Linked DNA regions of Mus musculus: all the other regions are linked to region 6. The links are chromatin contacts, called in public HiChIP or PLAC-seq and promoter capture Hi-C maps. All regions are on one chromosome and are shown on one strand. The core of a region is the stretch at or near the end of the contact, and the rest is flanking DNA. Distances in the headings are between cores, read along the strand shown. Region 1 has its middle 17 kb from the start of A330009N23Rik. Region 2 holds the start of AU021063 (expressed sequence AU021063). Region 3 overlaps Acvr1b (activin A receptor, type 1B). Region 4 holds the start of Smim41 (small integral membrane protein 41). Region 5 has its middle 15 kb from the start of Gm52200. Region 6 holds the start of Soat2 (sterol O-acyltransferase 2). Region 7 has its middle 18 kb from the start of Acvr1b.

Evidence for each region. Promoter capture Hi-C pulls out the DNA fragments that hold promoters and counts their contacts. HiChIP or PLAC-seq counts read pairs in DNA pulled down with a chosen protein or histone mark.
Region 1: a promoter capture Hi-C map of liver shows a contact between it and region 6, with 3 times the contacts expected there. The contact joins the enhancer-like site here to the promoter of Soat2 in region 6. A contact is called at or near these places in 17 of 39 promoter capture datasets (the 3T3-L1 cell line, 3T3-L1-derived adipocytes, the C10 cell line and 9 more) and 5 of 115 datasets of contacts at active chromatin or transcription factors (effector CD8 T cells, embryonic basal ganglia, embryonic stem cells and 2 more).
Region 2: a promoter capture Hi-C map of liver shows a contact between it and region 6, with 4 times the contacts expected there. The contact joins the promoter of AU021063 here to the promoter of Soat2 in region 6. A contact is called at or near these places in 17 of 39 promoter capture datasets (the 3T3-L1 cell line, 3T3-L1-derived adipocytes, the C10 cell line and 11 more), 2 of 115 datasets of contacts at active chromatin or transcription factors (astrocytes and embryonic stem cells) and 1 of 9 other capture datasets (liver).
Region 3: a contact with region 6 is called in a promoter capture Hi-C map of liver, with 4 times the contacts expected there. The contact joins the enhancer-like site here to the promoter of Soat2 in region 6. A contact is called at or near these places in 17 of 39 promoter capture datasets (the 3T3-L1 cell line, 3T3-L1-derived adipocytes, the C10 cell line and 11 more), 1 of 115 datasets of contacts at active chromatin or transcription factors (pancreatic cancer cells) and 1 of 9 other capture datasets (macrophages).
Region 4: a promoter capture Hi-C map of liver shows a contact between it and region 6, with 7 times the contacts expected there. The contact joins the promoter of Smim41 here to the promoter of Soat2 in region 6. A contact is called at or near these places in 16 of 39 promoter capture datasets (3T3-L1-derived adipocytes, the C10 cell line, the SN4741 cell line and 9 more), 2 of 115 datasets of contacts at active chromatin or transcription factors (bone marrow-derived macrophages and pancreatic cancer cells) and 1 of 9 other capture datasets (macrophages).
Region 5: a promoter capture Hi-C map of the HPC-7 cell line shows a contact between it and region 6, with 8 times the contacts expected there. The contact joins the enhancer-like site here to the promoter of Soat2 in region 6. A contact is called at or near these places in 16 of 39 promoter capture datasets (the 3T3-L1 cell line, 3T3-L1-derived adipocytes, the C10 cell line and 11 more), 1 of 484 Hi-C or Micro-C datasets (the N1E-115 cell line), 1 of 115 datasets of contacts at active chromatin or transcription factors (pancreatic cancer cells) and 1 of 9 other capture datasets (macrophages).
Region 7: a contact with region 6 is called in an H3K4me3 HiChIP or PLAC-seq map of bone marrow-derived macrophages, with 10 times the contacts expected there. The contact joins the enhancer-like site here to the promoter of Soat2 in region 6. A contact is called at or near these places in 8 of 39 promoter capture datasets (the 3T3-L1 cell line, embryonic stem cells, hippocampal neurons and 3 more), 1 of 115 datasets of contacts at active chromatin or transcription factors (bone marrow-derived macrophages) and 2 of 9 other capture datasets (adipose tissue and liver).

Annotation. Positions count from the first base shown.
Region 1 is chr15:101,240,990-101,244,137 of GRCm38.p6, reverse strand. No RefSeq gene overlaps it. Among named protein-coding and RNA genes, the nearest start is that of A330009N23Rik, 17 kb to the right of the region's middle. Within about 2 kb of position 1,292, at least 83 of the 459 cell types and tissues checked have an H3K27ac peak or open chromatin away from gene starts, as enhancers often do. A contact at or near this core is called in effector CD8 T cells, liver and pancreatic cancer cells, where this site is marked.
Region 2 is chr15:101,219,572-101,222,926 of GRCm38.p6, reverse strand. AU021063 (expressed sequence AU021063) reads right to left here and starts at 1,680. Exons shown (of 3, transcript NR_045996.1): 1 at 1,602-1,680; 2 at 1,313-1,449; 3 at 772-1,138. It overlaps A330009N23Rik (RIKEN cDNA A330009N23 gene), which reads left to right. Exons shown (of 3, transcript NR_045328.1): 3 at 738-1,736.
Region 3 is chr15:101,189,390-101,192,824 of GRCm38.p6, reverse strand. All of the region lies in intron 1 of Acvr1b (activin A receptor, type 1B), which reads right to left. Among named protein-coding and RNA genes, the nearest start is that of Mir6962, 2.8 kb to the left of the region's middle. Within about 2 kb of position 1,849, at least 80 of the 459 cell types and tissues checked have an H3K27ac peak or open chromatin away from gene starts, as enhancers often do. A contact at or near this core is called in the HPC-7 cell line, liver, macrophages and 2 more, where this site is marked.
Region 4 is chr15:101,291,742-101,295,194 of GRCm38.p6, reverse strand. It overlaps Smim41 (small integral membrane protein 41), which reads right to left and starts at 1,970. Exons shown (of 2, transcript NM_001369218.1): 1 at 1,563-1,970. The coding sequence starts at 1,940. The coding sequence ends at 1,671.
Region 5 is chr15:101,331,728-101,335,183 of GRCm38.p6, reverse strand. No RefSeq gene overlaps it. Among named protein-coding and RNA genes, the nearest start is that of Gm52200, 15 kb to the right of the region's middle. Within about 2 kb of position 1,818, at least 43 of the 459 cell types and tissues checked have an H3K27ac peak or open chromatin away from gene starts, as enhancers often do. A contact at or near this core is called in the HPC-7 cell line, where this site is marked.
Region 6 is chr15:102,149,311-102,152,480 of GRCm38.p6, reverse strand. Soat2 (sterol O-acyltransferase 2) reads right to left here and starts at 1,906. Exons shown (of 15, transcript NM_146064.1): 1 at 1,769-1,906; 2 at 1,320-1,375. The coding sequence starts at 1,847. Igfbp6 (insulin-like growth factor binding protein 6) reads right to left here. Exons shown (of 4, transcript NM_008344.3): 4 at 2,969-3,170.
Region 7 is chr15:101,153,962-101,157,420 of GRCm38.p6, reverse strand. No RefSeq gene overlaps it. Among named protein-coding and RNA genes, the nearest start is that of Acvr1b, 18 kb to the left of the region's middle. Within about 2 kb of position 1,985, at least 43 of the 459 cell types and tissues checked have an H3K27ac peak or open chromatin away from gene starts, as enhancers often do. A contact at or near this core is called in bone marrow-derived macrophages, where this site is marked.

The DNA of each region.
Region 1 (3,148 bases), core at 43-2,542, 910 kb after region 6:
GCCAAAAAATAAATAAATAATTGTAATTTTGCGTAATGGATTTCAACATGTTATAAAAACAAAACCTTGGGCTGGAGAGATGGCTCAGTGGTTAAGAGTGCTGACTGTTCTTCCAGAGGTCCTGAGTTCAATTCCCAGCAGCCACATGGTGGCTCACAACCACCAGTAATGAGATATGATGCCCTCTTCTGGTGTGTCTGAAGACAGTGACAGTGTAGTCATAGATATAAAATAAAATCTTTTAAAAAGAATCAAAAAAGCAAGAGCTCTGGCTGGCTGGAGGGATGGCTCAGTCATAAGAGCTGGCTACTAGTTTCAAATCCTAGCCTCTGCATACGTTGCATGCCCACACATTCAAACTGTCTTGGAGTTTCTCTTGCTGTGATAAAACACTGATGAGGACGCCATGAAGAAGTTCTGCTTACTGGCTGCTCCTCATGGCTTGCTCTGCATGCTTTTTTATAACACCCAGGACCACCAGCCCAAGGATAATATTACCCACAAAACCCTGGCCTCCCACATCAATCCCTAATTAAGAAGACAGAGACAGACCACAAGCATATAGACCAATCTGGTGGGGGCATTTTCTCAGTTGAGGTTCCTCCTTCCAAAATGATGCTAGCCTGTGTCAAATTGACATTAAAAACTACCCACCACCTCAGGCAAACACACACACACACACACACACACACACACACACACACACAAATTAAAACTTGAAAGAAAGCCCCAATGGTGGTGGGACATGCCTTTAATCCCCGGCACGCAGGAGGCAGAAATAGGCAGATCTTTGTGAGTTTGAGGTCAACCTGGTCAACAGAGTTCCAGGACAGCCAGGGTAACACAGAGAAACCCTGTCTTGAAGAACAAAACATATAAACACATTGGTATGCAAGGCTCAGCACACATACACACATACACAGATGGAATACATACATATATATGTGTGTGTGTGTGTGTGTGTGTGTGTGTGTGTGTATCCACACACATATATCACACAATATATTTTGTATATTATATATTAATTATATTTTATATATCATACAAAATAAGCACCAATTATATATTTTATTTATTTATTTATTTATTTATTTATTTGTTTGTTTGTTTGTTTGTTTATTGAGGAAACAGGAAACAAGGGAAAAGAGCCTCTAGCTCCCGCTAGAACCTTAGGTGTGCTGGGGTAGAAACGATTCATGCCTCTGGCCATCAGGGGCCGCTCTGGAGGCTGTGGGAGGACTGACCTGCTGGCACAGGTGATTAACTGGATCTTGTATGCTGTCCCCGGTTGCCAAGAAACGGGTGTTCCTACTGCTCTCAGCCACCGAGCCAGCTCTGGTTACTGCTGACAGGCCCCACAGAGGAGAGTCAGGCAGGCAGAGGGTGCCAGAGGAGACTAAGTCCTTCCCTGTGCAGGCAGCGTGGTGGTTCCCCTTAGAGAACCTGGGTTACCTTTGGGGCCCCTGTCCTCTGGGCCTTGAGCTGTACTCGGAAAATCCAGGACCCATAAACTGCCGAGGAAGGTGCAGAGTACTGCGCGGGAGTGAGAGGGTGCGGGAGGTGGGAGAGGGCCCTGCAGGCTCCCCTGTTCCCCAGCCTTTATTCATTTATTTTCTGTGGCTTTGGGAATGGAACCTGGGCCTCTCACATTGTAGGCCAACACTCTACCACTAAGCGTTAGCCACAGTCTTTTTATTTTTCACTTTGAAACAGAGTTTATACAAGATCTGGAGACCAGTATAGAACTCACCCTGTAGCCCAGGCAAGTCTTGAATTTCCAATCCCCCTGCCTCAGCTCCACGAGTAACTGGGATTACAAGCGTGCATCCCCAGGCTTGACAGATATTAAGAGATACAGAAATGGGTGGTCATACTCATCAAAATCATGATTATCATGATGCCCAAACACAGAGCCGCGTTAAGACTTTTCCTGTAGACCAGGCAGGGCCACTTCCCAGGAAGGGCTGGGGAACCTGAGCTATGGCAGGCACTCAGGTCACTTCAGGAGCAGCTGGCCGTCAGCTGATCGTCCTAAGGACCATTCATCATGCCCCCAAGTCCATTCTGCTGAGCCATGGTTATTTCCGAGTGTGGACAGAGCGCAGGTTGTATAACAGGCTAGAAGCTAGGAGATGGTTTGAGGGAAGCTTGTGGCAGGGTTGGGGTTGTTCTCACCTTCTCCAGTCAGAGTAGCACCTCAGAGCGGAGGAGGAGGAGCCCCGAGGCTTGGAAGGGAAAAAGGGAATCCATCACTGAGGAGAGCGACACAGCCTGTCAGCCTGCTTCCTCCTTCTGGATCCAGAAGATAGGCCATCCTCCCTTCCCACGCATTAATCCCTCTCCCCCAAGCTCTGCCTTTGCTCGAATCTGCCCTGTTCCTGGGCGGGGGTGGGGGGTGGGGTGGGGGAACCCTGTGCCAGTTCCCACTGCTCTCCATTCTCCAGTGGGTAGTCTGGACTCAAATACACCTTCATGGTGTGTTTCCAGTGGCTTTACTATAAGGAAATGCAAGAATATCTTCTTTGAGGTGTGGTCGTGACTTCAGAGACCATGACAGGGGACAAATCGCTGTGGTTTGAATGCCAGCCCCGTTCGCATGAGCCGGTCTACAAACCAACTACTTCATGCCTCACCTTCTCCCCTGAGTCACGAGGATCTGAGCAGTTTGTATGCATGAGGCACTTAAACAGCTCCTGGCCCAAGGTCAGCCCTGTGTAAGTGTTGGCTATAATTAGACAATATTTTCGGATCACTTTCCTCGGCCTTGGCTCCTAATAAGCACTTGGTGAAAGGCACTTGTTATTTTTATCTTCCTTCTCCCTCGCTAACTTAATCCCTTCCACAAACCCACCTTCAGTTAGCCTCCCAGCAGTGAAAGTGTGTGTATGTTACATTTCTCTAACGTTTACACTTACAAAACACTTCTGTTCCGACCTCGCGGCAAACCCGGGAGCTAGCAGCGCACTCAAATGATCGCTGTCATGTTGCAGAGCCAGGAACAGGGTGTGATCTGTCTAGTGGCATCAGCTGCTAAGGGGTGTGTCCAAGCCACCAAGCAGGGTATTCTGACCTCAGGCACCGGGTGCTTGCTTCTGGATGATATGGCCCGGGGCATGCCAGCTCCAGGCTGCCAGGACAGATTCGCTAG
Region 2 (3,355 bases), core at 431-2,930, 930 kb after region 6:
GAGCAGAGGCCAGAAGGCCATATCTCAGAGGCCAGAAAAGACTTTCTTCTACCCGTTCATCAGTCTGGCTGTCTCCTTGTGTCTTGCCTCCCCTCCTCCAGCCCCCTACTCTCACCCAGGCCCCTGTGCCCTCACTACACAAGAAGTATAAGTGGGAAGGGTGGCTTAGGGACTATGTTAGCTAAGATGTCTCCCTTAATGCTTCTCTCCCTGATTTAACCACCAAGTGGCCATCGGTTGAGGGGCCAAGGGAGAGTCAGTGGAGAAACATGGGACTCTTATTGAGAGCATTAACACAGATGGACCCCTGGACCGTCTGTTGCCTGACAGACGGCATCTGTAGTGGGGGAGGGGGTGGGGAGTTACGAAGGTAGAAGACAGAAAAGTTTGTATTGCGTTCATTCTAGTTCTTATCCACGAAAGGACCCTCCCCCCACACACCCCCAACGAGATCCTGTGCCACCTATGAAGGTGCCACCTGCCTACTCTGGAGGATTAGTGAATGCGTATCTAACAGCCCTGTTGACAGAAGTCCTTTGTGCTGATTAGAGGTAAACACCTCTTCCCCCACAACCCCAGTTTGTGCAGGTCCGATTGCCTCTTGCCTCCAGGTGAGAAGCCACCACAGGGAGCTGAAGTTCTCACCTAAGCAAGAAGGTGCTAGAAAACCCAGAGCAAGTGTGAGCCCAGAAAAGGCAATTTCTCTAAGTCCTTGGCATGATTTTCTCAAATCTTAGGATTTCAGAGCTGGAAGAGGCCTCATGTTCTGGAAAAGACGTGTGTGGTCCAAGCCCTCCTGCCTGAGACAGCAGTCAGAGAGGGAAAGACTGCCCCGGAATGGATTTAGGAACCCAGGACTCTTGACAAAGACTGCTAATTCAGCAGCTGGCAGCTGGGGAGCGGACTGCCTGATTCCTCTGCGGTTCCACAGTTTCTCCAGGGAGGATTGGAGAGTCCTGGGTGCCTCCCTGTGGGATGGTGGCACCCTCTGCTGGTCGTGAGCCTTGTGGTGGAACTATCTCCAGACTCAAAGCCGTCTGGTGCTCGGCGCCACCTGGAAACCTTGCCATATTTTGGGATCCCATACAGCATTTGTTCCTCCAGGAGGATCTGTAGTGAGCTGGTAACTGAGTTCACACTGAGGAAGTTGTGAGGAGGGAGATGCTGCCGGTTAAAAGTACTCCACAGCACGGCTCCAGAGCTCAGCCTTCTCTGCCCCACCTCCTCTTATGCCACGCCCCTTGCCTAGCATCTGTTCCCCTCCTCCAATTAGCCTTACCCAGGCCTCCTGCCTCTCCAGAATGTCCCTTACCTCCTCATGCCTCTTAGCAAATCCCCTGTGGATCTGCTCCTGAGAAATCTATACTTCGTCTGCAACTTATGTCGAAGCAGGTGTCTTGTTCCCAGGGAGTTCATGTTTCCCAGTTCTTTGGCTCCAGCTGCTCCATCCTAAGATGGGGTTTAAGGGTGGGGGGAGGGGAGACCTGGGTAGCATGGGATTAGTAGAGGCTGTCTAACGGACAAAGCCCCTTCTCACTTCTTTAAGGACAACCCCTTGCCAAGTCTCCCACCAATCCACAATTCCCTGTGACCCCACAGACCTGCTTAAGTTCTGGGGAACCCTCGGAAAGTTGGAGCACTAGAGCTGCGAAAGTTCAGACGCTGTAGAGTCCCAGTGAGTCAGTTACTTCAGGGCACAGAACTAGCAAGGATGAATAAATAGCTCTATGGATGCCGCCTCTGCTTCTGTGTGGGAGGGGGGAGGGGAGGGGATGGGGAGGGGAGTTAGCAGCAAGAGAGGGCCTGGGGCTCAGCTGGCTCTCTGGTACACCAGGAATGATGGGCTGGGCCTCAGCTGCATGACATCACTGCTTGCAGGAGGTATAGAACAGCCGGTGGGCAGCTGGCTGGGCAGGGAATGCTTGTTTTCTTAATGACTCCTATTGCCTAACAGCGTTCTCGCGGTACAGTGTTGTGTTGGTGCTGGGGCCCTGCTGCGGGAGAGTTCTAGCAGGTCTGATCCAGTACAGTTCAGAGATCTGACTCCCAGGAGGTCTGTAGGTAGGAGCCAGGTAGATAGGACAGTTTGTGTTGGATATGGGTGTCTCCTGGTCTAGTCCCATCCAGAGGCCAAGCATCTGCCTCTCGAATGGCCAGGTTGGAGTGACAGAAGGAAGGGACACTCAGTCTGGTTTTCCTCAGAGCAGCAACACGTCACTCATGAGACATGGAATACATATTTCCTCACCTCTCACTTTAGCAGGAGAAATGCAGAAGATGGAAGCTCTTAGGGCAGGAACTCCACAGACCTCTTCCCTGTTGGCAAATGAACACCTGCTCAGCGTCTAATCCCTGGCTTTTTGGGTGGTGGTGGTGGGCAGCATTGTGTATCAGGCTACCCAAACCCCAAAATGCTCATGCTAGAACAACCCCCCACCCCCGCCCCTGGCCATGGCTCTCTCTGCCACTGACTTCAGACAGAAGTCAGCATCCCCTTTCTGCATGGCTGTCTGATCGTGCCTGAACCTGTCTCCTGCCCCACTGGCTGTGTCTCTCCTCACAGTTCTAATGGTCTGCTACCACAGAAAGTGCCTCCCTACAGACAAGCAGGGCCACATCACGCCCCTGCTTACAATCAGCTGTAGTGTGGAAGCCGGTGTCCCACAGACTCAGCCCTCACTGTGATACTAAGTGGTGGAGGGTTTAGGAGGATTGGTGATTCATTCAGTCAGGAGGGCTCTGTCCTTGTGAATGGAACAAGCACTGTGCTGGGCAGTTTTGTGTCAACTTGACACAGACTGGACTTATCTGAAAAAAAGGGAGTGTCTGTTGAGAAAATGCCTCCAAGCCTGGTGGTGGTGGCAGTGTGTGACTTTAGTCCCTGCACTCAGGAGGCAGAGGCAGGTGGATCTCTGAGTTTAAGGCCGGCTCTACAGAGCATGTTCCAGGATAACCAGAGCTACACAGAGAAACCCTGTCTCAAAAAACAAGCAAGCAAGCAAACAATCAAACAATGCCCCCATAGGATCTGGCCATAGGGCGTTTTCTTAATTATTGAATGATGGGGGAGGGTCCAGCCCTTTGTGGGTGGTGCTATCCTTGGGCTGGTGATTCTGGGTTCTATAAGAGAGCAGGCTGAGCAAGCCAGGAGCAATCCATTAAGCAGCACCCTCCATGACCTCTGCATCAGCTCATGACTCCAGGTTCCTGCCCTGTTTGTGTCCCTGTCCTGACTTCCTTCGAAAATGACCAGCGCTGAGGAAGTGTAAGACAAGTTAACCCTTTCCTCCCCACCATGCTTTGGTCATGGTGTCTCATCACAGCCATAGAAACTCTAAGACAAGTACTCTTATAA
Region 3 (3,435 bases), core at 600-3,099, 960 kb after region 6:
GTGGGAAGACCTGCACACTAAGCCGCTAAAACAGAAAGGCTTGGGCCCAATCCAAACAGAAGCCCAGGCTAGAAAAGCCTATCCTCATCTCTTCTTCTACTCTGGAAGTCATCGCTCACTCTGCATACCCCAGACAACCCAAGCTACCTCAGAGTGTCTATCAATGAGGCAACCCCTCTGCTGTTCCCACTCAAGGACACAGGGACACAAGGACACAGGGTATGAGGCAGCACTGTGAGGCAGGCAGGTAGACGGAAGCTTTTCCATACAGGCAGGGCCTGCTGTATTCTTTACAGTGTGTGAGGAGATCTCTATCTTCTTGAGATGAATTCCCAAGCACACAGCTGCCCGGGAGCAGCTTGGGCTGTACCATCTCTCACAGACAGAGAGTGTGAAGTAGGGACTGCGAGCAGATCGGTCATGAAAGCAATTTCCACAGGAAGCTCCCCTGGAACTCACTCTACTCTTCTAGCTCCACGACTAAAAAAGCCTCAGATCTTCCTCCCAAACTTGTGGGTGAAATTTCTCGCTCGGTCTGTTTTTGTTTGTTTTCCTATTGGTTACTGTATTTGAGACAGTTTTCACTAAGTAACCAGCTGGCCTTGAACTCTCCACCCCCTAGCCTCCACAGTGCTGGGATCACAGGCCTGGGCTACTAAGCCAGGCTCTGTCTTACTCCTCTTAAGAACTTAAAATTTATTCAAGCCTCAGAAAACTTGGCAAGACCCCCTTTTCTTCCTTTGGAGTCCTGCTAATCCAAGAAGGCGCCTTTGACAAGTCCCTTTGTGTCCCTTAGGGGTTCCCCACAGGGAGCACCTCTCAGCACCGTGTTGTGACGTCCAGCAAAGACAACAGCATTGGGTCTATTTTGGGAAGCAAGAAAGGGAAAATTAACAACTTCAAGAGATGACTATTCTGAGCCGAGTGAGACACACGGCCTTTTCAAAAGCAGTCACCTCAGAGTCCATCAATTAGTGGGGCAGAGGAGACGGGAGTCTCTGGTTCCCGATAGCTGTTCCCCCTTCGGTGATGCTGGCCTCGCTCACAGTGATTCATTCTGGAGAATGACCACGCCCACACATGGCTCATTATTTTTGGGAAGTACTTAAGCAGGCCTGGTGTAAGGCAGGAAAGAACAGAAGTGGTGAAATCTATGCTGAAGGGCCCAGGATCAGCTGGGAAGTGGGCCATGTGGGCCTGCAATAAGGAGCGGGCCAAGCAGGCAGGCAAGTCCCTGAGCCTATCTAGGTCTCCACTATCCAACCAGCAAACACCGTTTATCTTACAGAGACAAGAGGGAAGTTAGCCAAGCGCCTGCCAAGTGCTGTGGCTACCCTGAGCAAGGCTCACCCCACTCTCACTGTGTTCACCTTTGCTTTTTACAGATGAGCGGCAAGCCCAAGCAGACACACTGTGAAGATAACCATCGCCATACCCGCACCCTGGAAGGATCTGAATCTACCATAGCAGGAGGGACAGTGGGCATCACAGAGCAACAGGTCACAGAGACCTGAACCTCAAGTGCTAGTTCCAATACTAGCCACATGACCTGGAGCACACAGTTACCCTAACTGTGACAGTCTCTTTTGGGCTGAAGCTGTGAAGGACTGTTAATAAGGCTCACACAACATATAAACATTATATATAGTAATATACTTTACATATGAACCTCCCTTTTAATGTAAAAATTGAAAGAAAACAACCCCAACAAGGAAAATATTTCTTAACAATGACTAGGAAGAGGTGAGCCACAGTCTCAGAGGAAATTGCTAGCTCGCTGCATGGTTGTGGGACTGTGTGGCTTCAGGAAGTCATTGACTATCTCTGCACTTCATTTTCCTCCTGATCAACCGGAAAAAGGAAGTGAAGAAGATGACATCACGTTCTCGCTAGCTACAAGCTCTCTTCCCTCTGGTCTAGGTCCAGAGCACTTGTCTCAGTCAGTCTGCTGTGTCCTTTAAAGACACGTGCACTCACCACTCATCTGCTAATACTCTTCACTGAAACAGAAGAAGCAATAATAAAATTATAAGCATATGCTGAACTTACTATAAATTCATATCCTAAATTTAATTCTTTCTGAAAAGCTAAATCCGGGCTAATGACAACAGCCTCTTGTCATGTTTCATCATGACTCATCAGGTCAAAAGTCTGCACACATGTGCACAGCCACAGGGCCACCTCACACACGTGTACTGCCACTGGGTCACCTGCACACATGTGTACTGCCACAGGGCCACCTCACACACGTGTACTGCCACTGGGTCACCTGCACACATGTGTACTGCCACAGGGTCACCTGCACACATGTGTACTGCCACAGGGTCACCTGCACGTGTGTACAACAACACAGTCACCTAAAACACTCCCTACTCTATCAGCAAGCACGAGCAGTGACTACCACAGAGGCACCAACTCACTGTGTGAACAAGTCAGCAGATGAGAGGCCTGTCTCACACATGCAAGGCCCTGGGCTCGGTCCCCGGCATTTTGAAATATATAAAAATAAATCAAATGGCCAATCAAATGGGGGGGGGTGTCAGAACACGAGCCCTCTCTCCACAGCACAGACTCTGTTATTGATGAGTCTAATTAGTCAGAACTGAACTTGAGACAAAACCACCTCGACAGGACTACAGCATGGGTCAAAGTCTGTCTGACTAGAAGGTGGTTTGTGGTAGGATGTGAATGCAAATCTGATTCAGAAAAAGGTTGTTTTGAGAAAAGCCAAGTCCCAGGATGAGCTGACTCTGGCTTCTGTGTGCTGTACACACAGTCTCCTGTGTCAGGAGGACACAGAGGCTCAGGCTGCGCTCAGCTGGGAAGTCTCAGGAACCACTACAGAGCCTTAGACTCACAGTGCCACAAGATATCGCAGGGGATACCCAAAACCTCAGAAAGTTAGGAGCACGCTACACAGCAGCCTGTTCTGTCCAAGAATTGGTTATGAACACAACCAGTTCTCTAGCTCTGAAAGCTAGAGCGACCATGGTCCTTAGTTTATTCATTACTCCTTAGGGACACTGGACAGTCTATCAGGACAGTGCATGCGGGGGTTTGTGCAGCCCCCACGCTGCAGTTTCTAACCCCACTATACACCGTGTGAGCAACAGCAGCCTACAGCATCAGGGCCCACCACTTCTTCCCTGGCCCTCGCCCAACCTCCCTACAGCTTTTTGGTGTTTGTTACGGGCACCTCTCAGGGTTGTATCTGATGGGTGTGCTTTTCTGACAGGCTGATATTTTCAGAATCCAGGGCCTCAGGCGAGCTAGGTAAGAGTTTCACTACTAAGCCATTTAAGTAAGTTCACTAGGGATAACACAAAGACATGAAGCTGGCTTTCTCAGATGCTGTGATGCTCAACTGATAACATTAGCAAGAGTCCACTCTTCTGTGATCTGCATTCTCTGTTATGTGGTCTCCACACAGCTCAG
Region 4 (3,453 bases), core at 721-3,220, 860 kb after region 6:
CAGTGACCGTGAGCCTTAGGGTTGCGGTCCCTGACTCAGCCTGTGCCTGGATCGGTTCTCTGATGGGGATAGGAGGCCATGTTTTCTACCAGAACCTCAGACTGCCGGGAAAGCAGAAGGAAGAGTGAACCCAGGAGACCGAGCTTGGGCTCGAGAGCCTACAGTTCGGCTCCCGATCTGCTGCGCTCCGAAGTGTGTCACCTGTTTGTCTCTTTGAGCTTCACCTTTTCTCAAAGTTTCTCTCGGCATACCTGATTGTCAGTGAGGGGGTTCAAGGGAATCTAGATGCCCTCCGCCCCACTGAGGAGAGATGGGGGAAGGCACAGGGTGGGAGACTGCAGAATGTGGGGAGGAGCCGGTGCCCAAGACCAGAAAGTGAAGGAGGACAGTTCCCTGGGCCCTGCCCACCCCCCTCCATACCAGCACACACACACACACTCACACACACTCACTCACACTCACACACACATACACACACTGCCCTGCCCTGGCAGTGCACTCCCCGGCTGTGGAGGAGACATCTCAGATGTGAACTCTGTCACTCTTGAGGCTAACATGGCACGGCTGCCCAGAATTGGTGCCAAACCCTTAGGTGCTAAGCAAGGATCACACATCGTCAGCTTCACAGCAGATTACCTCCACCTACCCACACCCTCAGCCCCTCACCAGGCCATCATCACGGGCATCCTGCACCACCGTATTCCTGGCGGTAACTTGAAAGTAGGAGCCTTGAGAGTCGCCAAGAGACGGCCACTCACAGACGTCCCCAGTAGCCCCTACACACAGCTGAATATCAATGGGATGGTAAAGGCACCCCCCACCCCCATTTCATGGTTCAGCCTGAGGTGGCCTTGGACTGGAGTTACTTTGTCCTTTGGGCCACCCAGACCCTTCTCTCCAGATGGTTCCTGTCCTTAGAGAGCTAGAGGCGGGAGACCCAGACGCAGCCCCCACAGCTGGGAGTACTCAGCCTTCTCCTTCCTCCGCATATGCTCCTGCACGAAACCTTGCTGTCCCCACCCCCAACACAGCACACAAAGCTTCTGGCTGAGCTACACGTGAGCGGGGAGCCAGGAGAGGAGTCTTTGGCACATCTCTCTGTCCCCACTGTTCACCCAACCAGGGGTACCTCTAATGGGAGTGAAGAATCTCTCTCCTCTACCTTCACCTCCGGTGGGCCCCAGCCTGCCCACTCCCTCCCTGGACAGAAGCTTTGGGAAGGAGACAGCAGCAAGCTGAGAGCTCAGGCTGGGTTGTATTAGCCTCTAGAACAGAGGGTCCTGCTGAGTCCAGCAGACCACAAGTTAACCTGGGCAGATGCAGAACACGGGGAAACATAGGTACACAAAGAGCTCCCATTCACAGAACTCTCCGGCCTCCCTCCTTTAGCATAAGGGACACGAAGGCTGTCTGTGCCTCAGAGGCACAGGGACCTCCAGCTCTACCCTGGCCTTGAGCAGCTGTCTGTACCCAGTGATGTCCACCTAATGAGAACAGAGACCATCACTGTGCCCACCCCACGCAGCCCCAACCCCAGACTCCCTGTGTCTCAAGGCTCTCACCTGTGCGGGAAATAAGAGCTTGTGGGTTGGACCTTCCGCTGTGCCTCACAGAAATGAACTCTGGATGGCGTGGCACAGAACAGGCTGAATCTCAAGAGCAGCTGACACCTAGGAGTCGTCATCCCCTCCACAGGCACCAGGCTCAGCCTCGGGGGTTGAATGCCTTTCTCGGGCCAGCAGGGCTATCAGGCCCTGAGCGCGGAGGAGGAGTCCACCACCCAGGAACAGGATCCCACAGAGCACCAAAAGTGACAGGACGCCCAGCACGACTGCCTGCACCATGCGTGGCCCCTCTGGGGGTCCGAGTGGCAGCCCGGACTGGTTGCAGCAGCTCAGCCAGGCAGCCTTGGCTGCAGCTCCCACCTGTGAGCCGTTCATGCTCCCACCAGCTGCCCAGATGTGCACACTACCCTTGAGAGTTGAGGCTGTGTCAGAAGTCTCTAAGGGGCGGGCCTCCCAGGGCCCTACCGCCCACTCTACCCAAGTGCGTGCAGAGCAGCGCTCAGGCCCCTCCTAGACAGACTCCTCCAGAGTGGCCTCGAGGTCCTTCTCTGACAGGCTGGATCCTTAGGCCCAGCCTATCTGTTCTCCAAACCTATGTCCATCATTCAAAATTGCCAGGTAAGCCTAAAAGGCCCGTTTCCACGACTTTCCTCCATAGAAAAAGGCCAAGATTCTGCATCCTCGGGGCTTTCAGAGCATCTACGATTCTTGTTTGTTTGTTTTCGAGACAGGGTTTCTCAGTGTAGCCCTGGCGGTCCTGGAACTCACTCTGTAGACCAGGCTGGTCTCGAACTCAGAAATCCACCTGCCTCTGCCTCGCCTCTGCCCCTCTGCCCCTCTGCCCCTCTGCCCCTCTGCCCCTGCGCCTCTGCCTCTGCCTCCCAAGTGTTGGGATTAAAGGTGGTCATCATGACTGCCCAGCTGTGTCTACAATTCTTAGACCCCATCCCAAGTGCTGACCACTCTGAGCAAAGCACGGGACAGACAGCTTTCTGTTCCTGAAACAATTCTCACACACAGGACAGTCCGAATGGTGGAAAGTCTTCCTTCAGGGCAGACAGGCAGAACACAGTACTCCAGACCCCAGGGCAGAGAGAATGGCTAGAAGTACCCAGATAGCAAGGCCTACCTCCATTCCTTCTCTCCTGTCTTCTTGTCCAAGAAGTCCTCTTTACCGAGAACACAGCAGATCTAGAGAGCAAGGAGGGGTGTAGGGACTGATGTAATTATGAACTGAAACAATTTAGGAAGGGAGCAGAGATCTGGCCCACGGTCCTACCTCATGGGAATCATAATTCTGCAGAGGGTGAACACATCACTGTCTTGGTGTCTACACAGCCACTGCCAGCTGGGTACCTGTCACACAGCCAGGGGTCAAGTCCAGTGCAATCTGCAGGCAGAGAAGCCTGCCCGGGTCTGCTGCAAGATCCTTTAGCAAATTTCAAGTTCCCATTTCAAACATAAAGCCACTCTGGAGAGACTTGGGATACAGCCCAGTTGGTAGAATGCCTGCCTAGCAACTTGTCCAACAGGAAGCTTCAGGTTTTAAATCCCAGCCCAACATAAAACAGGTCAGAATAGCACGGAATCCCAAGGTCAGACTATAGCATGAGTTTGAGGCCAGCTAGGACTACCTAGAAACTTCGGACTCAAGTAGATCACAGAGCCAGCTAGCAAGGTGGATCTGAGTTTGAGGCTAGCCTGGGCTATAAAGCAAGTCCCAGGACTGGACAATGTAGACCCTGCCTCAAAAACAAGACAAAACAAGAAAGGGTCACCTCTAACTTACACCTCAACAAAAACAAAACAAAAGATAGGACACACCTAGACCAAAGCACACCAGGGAAACTTGTGAAGACACCTTCTTCAGTGCCAAGCCAGAGCATCC
Region 5 (3,456 bases), core at 569-3,068, 820 kb after region 6:
TTGCTGACACAGCGCTGTGCTCAGGGAGGTTCCTAGGGCTACAGATGCTGAGGAAGCAGCACAGATTCTAATCCCAGGCACTGTGTGCTGCTGTGTGACACACCATGTGTCCGCGTACGGCCCTAACCAGAGGTGGTGACATCAGCCATTGCTAAAGACCACGCCAGACATGGACTCTGTTCACACATGTGCTCACCTGCCACAGTGTTTGTATACAGTAAGTGCTCACTAACTGTGCACGTGGATCATTGTTCACAGACTGTGACCCTTCTCTCTCTCTCTCTCTCTCTCTCTCTCTCTCTCTCTCTCTCTCTCTCTCTCTCTCCCTCTCTCTCTCTCTCTCAGTCTTCCTCTGAGCCTAAGCCCTAAGAGAAGCCATACAATATGCCACTCATGCCTTGACATTTTTGGCTTCTAGAATGTTCTAAGTGTACTTTGTCCAGGGCCAGAGATGCTCATTCTGAGGATGCATCCTGAGTTCTCCTCTTTCTTCTAATTCTTCAAGGCCTATAGGTACCTCTGTAGCCAGCAGAGAAACACAGGCCAGGCTCTTGTGTAACCAGATGCCCCATTTATAATAGGCTGACCCAGATGTCCCAGTGTGTTGCAGATATGGTGTCTGCTTTGGAATATATAACATCAGAAAGAGTCAACTGGTCATGCTTGTTAGTGTGTGTCTGAAGGGCTGCAGGGTTAGGAGGCTGGGGACTGGGAAATGAACGGAGCCAGGACCAGACCTGAGCCAAGACCAGACTACCAGGACTTGGTTCACACATCAAGCTTCCCACCAGAATGACCAAGATGAGGATGTGAGCTCCCAGTGGTGGGGACTATTCAGCTTTTGTATACACTAACATCAGACGCTGTAATGAGGCCGTGGGCATCAGGCTAGCAGGGGACTCAAATGGGATGCCAGGCATCAACAGAGATGCTGAGTCAAGAGGAGACTGTGGGCAGCAGGCAGCACACCTGAAGAGCAGAGCCATGAAGGCAGAAAGCTCATGGTCCAGCAGGCTGGGGAAGGAGATAAAAGAGTGGTCCCAGTAAGCGCAGAATGGGATCAAGTGATTCCCCAAGCCACGGGGATGGGCCCAGGGAGAAAAGGCACCTGTAAGCCGACCTCCAGTGCACTGTGTCCTGAAGCACCAGGCAGCCCATCCTCTAGAGCAATGGTTCTCAACCTGTGGGTCGTGACCCTATCACAGGGGGAGCCTAAAATCATCAGAAAACACAGATGTCTACATTGTGATTCGTAACAGTAGCAAGATTAAGAAGTAGCAACAAAAGTAGCTTTGTGATTGAGGGTCACCACAACACGAGGAACTGTGTTACATGGTTGCAGAATCAGGAAGTTCTTGAAAACCACTGCTTAGAGGCAGAGGCTTGAAATGGCGAGATTAGAGCTTGGCATTAGGCAGAACTGCCTGCTTGAATTATCTAATTTATAAAACTACAAGACACAGGGAAGGGTCCCTGAGCCCCAAAGCTTGTGGTAGTTATGAGCACAGGAGCTTGGTCCCTTCTGCTCCATGCAGAGAGGGCTGGAGAAGGGAGAAGGTGGCTCTGCGCATTAGACACATTCACATATTCTGCTTGTCTCCACACAAAGCCACCCTGCAAAAATCTCAGTAAGCAAGGTCCTCAGAGTGAACAAGTTAAGAGGCAGGGAAGCTGAGGTAAGGGAGAGGGGACCTAAACAATCATAGAGGGTACAGTAAGAGGCACTAGACTCCAGGGCAAGGAGTTAGGGGAGGTGTGACCTAGACTCTGAGTTCCCAGCTGTCTCCAGCTCCTGGGAAATTACACCCACCCTCACTTTCCCACAGCTGTTTCCAGGGCCTCCTTGTCTGTCAGCAGAGCTGCCGTGAGACTGCTATTAAAGCCCTTTCCAGAGAGTCCTGTGCTAAGACTGCTTCAAAAAGCAAAGCAAATCCTGCCCCCAAAGCCCCTGGTATTACAGAGTCCTACTTTTCATCTCTCAGGCCCAACCTTGGAGGGTGCCCCTAGTACACACAGGCCAGGGCACAGGATGAGGCAGAACTCTCTGCACCAAGGACTGGATGAGTAGGTAGTGGTGATCTGGGAATTTGGAGAAGCCAACCTCCCAAGGAGAAGCTGGGAGAGAGCCAGAAAGTGGGGAGGGGGGGTGCAGGTAGCAGATCAGGAAGACAAGAAGCTATGCCCAGTATAACTCAGGCCAGGTCCCTGCCGAGCCCTCCTCCTATGAACCTCAGACAAGAGAGACCAGAGAGCACCAGCACGGAGGGAGCATCAACAGGGAGGGAGCACAAACATGGAGGGAGCACCAGCAGGGAGGGAGCACCAGCAGGGAGGGAGCACCAGCCTAGCTGCCATGGCCTGAGGCTGTGAGAGAGCAGTGAAGGTAACCTAGCCATCCACTCATATGACAGTGACCAGGGTGACATAGCCACCTTCCTACTTCCCATGTGCCCACTGGAGTCTCGAGGAAGACATCAGGGGCTGCACAGGCAGATAGGTATAGGAGAGCTGGGTTCAGGGCCAGTGCCAGCTCGGAGACACCACAGAGGCTGGGCTTTGCCTGGGCCTGGCAGGCAGCCTGTCCTCTCCCCACCTGGCAGGAGACACTCATTACCTAATAAGGAACTTTCTCCTGTGCTGGGACAGCTTCTGGCAGACTCTGGAGGGTACGGGCAGAGGAGGTGGAGCCAGTGCTCAAGCAGGAGCCTCACCTGCCACCCTCCTCCTGGGGACCCTACAGGGGAAAATCAGCCAGTCTAGACAACCTCGGATACCCTAAGCCTGCCTTGGCCACCAAGAGCCCCTCTGAGGGAAATGGAGCCTTCCTAACAGCCCCTTAACCTGCCCTGCCTCTCCTCACACCTGATTTACATCCCTGCTGGCCCTCCTGACCCCTACCACTTACCCAGGAACACACAGTCACCTGTGAAGAGGGGGTGATCCTCTAGAGACCCACATTTTGTGCCTTGTCCCTGTCAAAGAAAGAAAATATCCCAGAAGGCACCTCCTGTAATATAAGGGCAAGAGATGCCTGTCCAGATTCTAGGGCAAACCTCAGAGGCAGAAAAGGCAGCCAGAGCAAGACAGTCAGCATGGTGGCAATGTCACCTTAGCTAAATGACCTCTCCTATCCAAGACACATTGAAAATGTGAAGAATAGATCAGGGTCCCCTCATTGCCTGACACTCAAAGTCCTGGACCACACCAGCCACGGCCAGTCCTTGTTCCCTCAGAGACAGGCATGGCCATTCCTAGCCTGTGGGAGTCAGGAGAGCTCTGCTGGCCCCATCACTCTTCAGGGAAACAAGGCTCAGGTGCCAGGTCCAGCTTAACTCTAAACAAAGATGTTGATGGGTCTTAGCAGTGAGGTGGACCAAGGAGGGGGCAGGGCAGCATCACTGATGTCCACACATCTGTCTCAGGCCTCACTGGCCATGTGAGTGGACAGCAACAGCC
Region 6 (3,170 bases), core at 657-3,156:
TCTGCCTCTGCTTCCCAAGTGCTGGGATTAAAGGCATGCGCCACCACACCCGGCTCAAGCCCAGTTCTTTTTAATTTATAGTTGTAAGCAAACCTAACAGATTATTTATCTTAAGTGTGTGTGTGTGGGGAACGCCAGGGCCAAGAAGTGGGAGTGGGTGGGTGGGGGAGCAGGGCAGGGGGAGGGTATAGGGGACTTTCAGGATAGCATCTGAAATGTAAATGAAAAAATATCTAATAAAAATTGAAAAAAAATTGTGGATAGGGGAAAGAAATCTAGGTTGGCATTATCCAAACAATGTTACCAGACAATTTAAGTGAGGTTTTTGAATATTTATACAAAAGCTGCGGCTGCTAAGATATTCCAGTGGGTAAAATAATTTACTATGTAAACCTTGTGACTTGATTTTGATCATGAACTCACAGTGGAAGGAGAGAGCTGACTTCTAAAAATTACACAGACATATACAGACACACAGATACACACAGACATACACACACACAGACAGATACACACATACAGACACACACAGAGACAGATACACGCATACAGACACACACAGACATATACACACAGACACACACACACACACGCAGAGAGATACACAGATGCACACAGAGGAATGCACAGACACACACAGACAGACACACATAGACACAGTACTACTACTACTACTACTACTAATAATAATAATAATAATAATAGGGCTAGAGAGATGGCTCAGTGGTTAAGAGCACTGACTGCTCTTCCAGAGGTCCTGAGTTCAATTCCCAGCAGTGGCTCACAACCATCTGTAATGGAATCTGATGCCCTCTTCTGGTGTGTCTGAAGACAGCTACAGTGTATCATATACATTAAATAAATAAATAAATAAATAAATAAATAAATAAATAAATCTTAGATAAATAATGATTGGGGGGGTTTGTTTGTTTGTTTGTTTGTTGAGACAGGGTTTCTCTGTGTCGCCCTGGCTGTCCTGGAACTCACTCTGTAGACCAGGCCTGCCTCTGTCTCCCAAGTGCTAGGATTAAAGGCATGTACCACAACTGCCTTGGCTACTTTTTATTTCTTAGACAGGGTTTTCTGTAGCCCAATCTGGTTTGGATGTTATTGTGTGGCCAAGGGTGACCTCAAACTACGGATCACCTGGTCTCTACTTCCCAAGTGCTAGGATTACAGCTGTATGCCATCACACCAGTTGCCATCACACCAGTTGCCATCACACCAGTTTTATGTGGTGCTGCGCATCAGGTAGATTGGCACTCTACAAGTTTAGCCACATCCCCAGCCTGTCCTTTATGACTGCCGTGATCCCTCACCTCCATATGTCGAGTCCATTGCACCAAGTCTGGGGTTCCGTGTGTCCTTGCGTTCCCTAGGAGGAAGAACCAAAGGGGACTCACTAGGGAGGAGTTAGGTGTTCTGTGTGCTCACAGCCTCCGTTCCCAGTCAATATTTAGAATCGTGGGTAGAGCCACTAGCCAGGGAAGTGACACACACAGTGGCGAGAAAGAGCCTGATGCAATTGCTGGAAACAGGGGACCCAAAACAAGGAAGTACTCCATTCACCCCTAATGAAGGCCAAACCACGCTCTGAACATTTCTCCATTGCCAGTCCGCGTGCTGGGGGGAAAAGGGCAGAAACTGCCTTCTCTGGCTTCCCAGAACAGCCAGAGGAAAGGAAGTGGCCTTAGCGGCTAGCTCTTACACACACCCATCTCAGGCCCGCCTGAGTGTCTGGAGCGTGGGGGATGGGAGGGCGGCTCACCTTCTCCTCCACGGGCTCCCTTCTCCTGCTCCTCTCCCAGCCCTTCTCTCCTCCGAAGCTGGGGCACCTTTGGCTGCATGGTGCCAGTGTAGAGCGGACAGCACACAGCTGTTGTCTGTCTTCTTCCTTTCTTTCTTTCTCAATCTACCTACAGAGCTTGTGTCCCACTCAGAGATCTGACAACTCCAGGGACTAAAGTCCTTTCCGGAGCCCCGTTGAGGGTTAGATAGGTTATCTGCAGGCAGTGTTTCTCATACTCTGGCCCTGCCTGTGGCTTTCACAGCTCTCTCACCACAACCACTATGATCAGCTTCACGCTATTGCTATTTCACTTTCGGGAGTGAGTCTGTGCATCAGGTTGTGAGGGGGACTTTGCTTCCCCGAGGCTTATCACATAGCTTGGCTCTTCCTGGCTCTCTCTACCAAGACTGAAGGTCAGGGAGGGACCAGAAACATCTTCGTGTACCTTGTAGTCATTTTTCTGAGGGCACAGGATGAGGCCTGTAGTGACATGTGTGTGCAACAATATTTTTGTCAGGAGCTCTATTTGTGTCATGTGTGATGGTCGAGGCCCCTCAGTGTCAGCTCTTCCCTACACCTTGGGTTACCACATAAGCAGAAAGGGCAGACACACACTTATTCAACAGTAAATAGCGCCAGGGGTTGCCTTGCCTACCTATGTAACTTCAGGAAAGTGGACCAAACTTTTTAAGCTTCTTCTGAAAAAAAAAAAAAATTATGGGACAAAATGTCCCTACGTCATCAGGTGATTGCCAGCACAAATAAGGTAGTCTGGAGGTAGTCTGGATAAACCATACAGAGCCTGAGCACATTTGTTTCTTTCTGGTAGGCAGTAGGGCAGGTGAGTGCCTTGGGAGTTCCACTTTGGCAAATTCCTGCTGGGGATTAACTATTAATCCTCCTCCTCCATCAGTCCAGAGGTCAGTGATAGAAGCAAGATTGTAATCACTGTGATCTCGGACTGAGGCCAGGATCTCAGTCAGTCCCACAAGGGAGCTCCGGGTGGGTATCCGGGTGAGGATAAAGAAAGGGCTTGCTGCCTGTGGCAGTGGCAGTCTACTGTATTCCAAGGGCAATGGAAGAGGCTGGCTGTGCTCTGCAGGGAAGGTAGAAACACTATGACCAATGGGAGACAGTGAGCACGAGGCCCCAGATCTGAATGAGACAGACGCAGAGACGTAAGCCAGAGACACCCCCCCAATACTGTTTTATTAGTACACAAGCCAACAGCAATCTTTCTAACTAGCTGTGTAAAGGCCCAAGGGTGACAGGGACAATGGGGTGGGGCGTGAAGGTGGGTCTTGGGGCACAGAGTTATTCATTGCTTCACATACAGCTCAAATGACAGCCCCCTGTTCCTGCTGGCGTCCTGGAGGCTCCC
Region 7 (3,459 bases), core at 736-3,235, 1.0 Mb after region 6:
GTAAGCAAATGGCCAGGCGGGGCGGGGTGGGGTGGGGCATGGTGGCTCACTCCCATAATAGCCACACTCACAAGGTAGAAACAGGAGGATGAGGGGTTCAAAATCATTCCGGCTATATAGAAAGTTCAAGGCCATCCTGGGCTATCCAAGACCTTATCAGGCCAGACACAATGGTGCACACCTGTAGTCCCTGCATTCAGGAGCCAGAGGCAAGAAGGTGTCTGCAAAATATATTGGGCAATAATGGCACAGATGTTATAGGAGGAGCCAACCATTTTTTTTTCATTAGATTTAAGGCCCATTCCATCCATGACATGGAACCCATACTTGACACTAGTAGAGTGACCAAGAACCTGAGGCTAGATGGGTCATAGGCCTAGAGGGAAACCTGCTATAATTCTGCTACAGGAACATAGCAATGCAATGACTGCTCGTATGTTAAACCAGAGAGATTCACACTATCCTCATCAGAGACTCTTCTTGGTAGATAGGAGTTAACACAGAGACCCAGGTCTGAGTTACTTTTCTAATGCCATGATTATACACCATGGCCAAGGCAACATAGAAAGAAGCATTTAATTTTGGGGCTTGTAGCTTCCGAGGGCTAGAGTCCATGACCCACATGGTAGGGAGCGCGGCAACAAGCAAGAACTGGCATTGGAGCAGTAGCTGAGACCTTACCTATTGACCCACGGGCATGAGGCAGAGAGAGCTAACTGGGAATGGCAGCCCACACCTCTAACAAGGCTGCACCTCCTTGTCCTTCCCAAATAGTTCCACCACCTGAAGAGCACATGAGCCCACAGGCTCCATCCTCATTCAAACCACCAGGACCCACAAGTGGACAGTGGACAGAGAGTGAGAGACTTGGGAGTCAGTCTTAAATGGCATGTCTCCATCAAACCCCTCCCCTCTAGGCTCAGGGATCTGCCTGGAAAAAGAGGTGGAAAGATTATAAGAGCCAGAGGTGTTGGAGGACTCGAAAGAAACAATGTATCCCAGACACAACAGGACTGACATCCACATGAACTCAGAGACCCCGGCAGCTTCCACAAGATCAGCACACACTCAAGCCTGATGGGGTCTCAGAACCGAGAGGGGAAAGTTGACATGGGGTCCCACCCCGACCACGACGCTATTTGTAATTGATACTCTCTGCCAAAGAGGAAATCAGTTTTCTCCAATGGAGTCTCACTGGGCGTTATCAACCACTCTAGGGCAGACTCCATGCCCAGCAGTAGCTGGCTAATTCAAACTAAAACTAAATTCCACTTTTTTTGTGTGGACTTTTTGTTTCATTTTGCTTTGTTTTGGTGGATATATATATATATATATATATATATATATATATATATATATGCGCAATATGTATGTCTCATTGGTTCTTTTAATTTTAATTTTTGTGGGTTTGTTCTTGGACTTTATTTTCAAGAAAGAGAATAAAATTGGGTGGGTAGGAGATGGGAAGGGTCTGGGAGGTATTGTGGGGTGGGGAGACATGATCAAAATATATTGTATGGGAAAAATGTAAAAAGAAGGGGTAAAGGAATTTGAAAGACTGGGAGGCAGAGAAAGATGAAAGAAGAGGATGGGAGGGTGTAACACATGCATAAAGGGAGGGAGAGAAGAAAGGGAGGGAGAGAAGAAAGGGAGGGAGAGAAGAAAGGGAGGGAGGGAGAGAAGGGAGGGAGGGGGAAGAGAAAGGGGGAAGGGAGAGAAGAAAGGGAGGGAGGGAGAGAAGAAGGAGGGGGAGAGAATCGGCTCACTGCACAGCCCCACTTATTAGTGGCTACTATATATGTAAACACCTCATTTATGGCTTTATTTCTTTAAACTTTTTAATTTTTATTTTCTCGTGACCTGGTCCGAGGAGTCCCCATACTCACTATGTAGACCACGCTGCCTTCAAATCTACAGCAGTGGTCTCCCGCCAGCTTCTCACACACTGTGGTTATAGCCATGAGCCACCGTGCCTGGCTCATTTCCTCATTTTTACAATGAATTTTGTTTGCTTGCTTGCTTTTGAGGCAAGGTCTCCTGTAGCCCAGGCTTGACTCAAATTCACTATGTAGCTGAGTTTGACCTTGTACTCCAGATCTTGCCTCTACTTCCAAAGTACTGGGGTTGAGGGCATGCCCCACCCACCAGGCCTGGCTTTATGTAACCACGGGGCTTGAGCCCATGGCTCTGTGTGTGCTTTGTACTCTACTGATGAGCCACAGCCCTAGCCTCAACCATGCTTGTTTCACAAGATATATAAGTCACTTAAGACTTCACTGAAATCCAGGGAACCCCCTTCCTCCTCCCTGGCTAGAAATGCAGGAGTTTCTCACAATTCAGTTGGCTTCAGTTGGGCACTAGAACAAGGGTGTTAGATACTGAAGAGCCCTCCCTTTGGCAGCCTCTTCCTCTCTGGGCGTTGCTTCCTCTGCTCCAGTCTGTTACTCAAATCTGCCCTCTCTGCTACCTAGCACTGAGTCTTCCTGGACTCCAGGGCTTAGTTTAGGAGATTAGGGGTGGACTGTGGGGTGCTTGTGAGGGTGGGCTGTTGAGTGTCTGTGGGGGTGCCTGTAGGGATGGACTATGGTATGCATGTGGGGTACATGTGGGGGTGGACTGTGGGGTGCCTGTGGGGGTGAGCTGTGGGGTGCATGTGAGGGTGGGCTGTGGGGTGCCTGTGGGGGTGGGTTATGCCATGCTGTGCTGCCTATGTACTTTCTGGGGCTCACTGCCATCTGTACATGCATGAGGAAGAAGGAATAGAATTCAGATAGGTAGGGGTAGGTCAGATGGCTAAAAAACCAATACACATTAGGAGTTCTAGGTCTTGCTACGCCCTTCCCTATGGATGAGTCCTGGGAAGTTAATCGACAGACATGAGGTTATGTAGCTGAGAGAGCTGGAATTGACATTCATGCCTGCCACCCTTCAAGGTCCACTCCATCTCACCTCCCACGTGCTTATTACTGATGAGTGCCAGGTAGCCAGGCTAAGCATGTCCCAGACAAAGGGGACAGTATGTAAAAGCCCTGAGGCAAAAGGAACTAAGGGCTGGAGAAGACATTCAATGTGGCTGGATGGTGGGGGGGAGGGGGACTGTGGCCCCAGGCTGCAGGTCAGAGGCCTGTTAGCTACATTTGCAGGTCTGAGCAGGACAATGAAATAAGGGGAGCTTTTCCAACTGGATGGGCCAGAACCAGGGGGGTGAATAGGAACAGGGCCCAGTGGCCTAGCCAAGCATGCTGGGAACTGAGGAGCAGTTGACAGAGGTCTTGGGAGCCAGGGAGATGAGGTTCTCCTGACTGGAATGGGGACCTGGTGGGAGGGAACAGATAATTATGAATGAACGTTGTGTTTGTTGAGCTAAAGCAGGTCACTCCAGGTAGGGAGGAAAACAGGATGGAGGAGATCCATGTCAGACATGATTGTGCTAAAGAACCATCCAGAAGGTTGGAGACC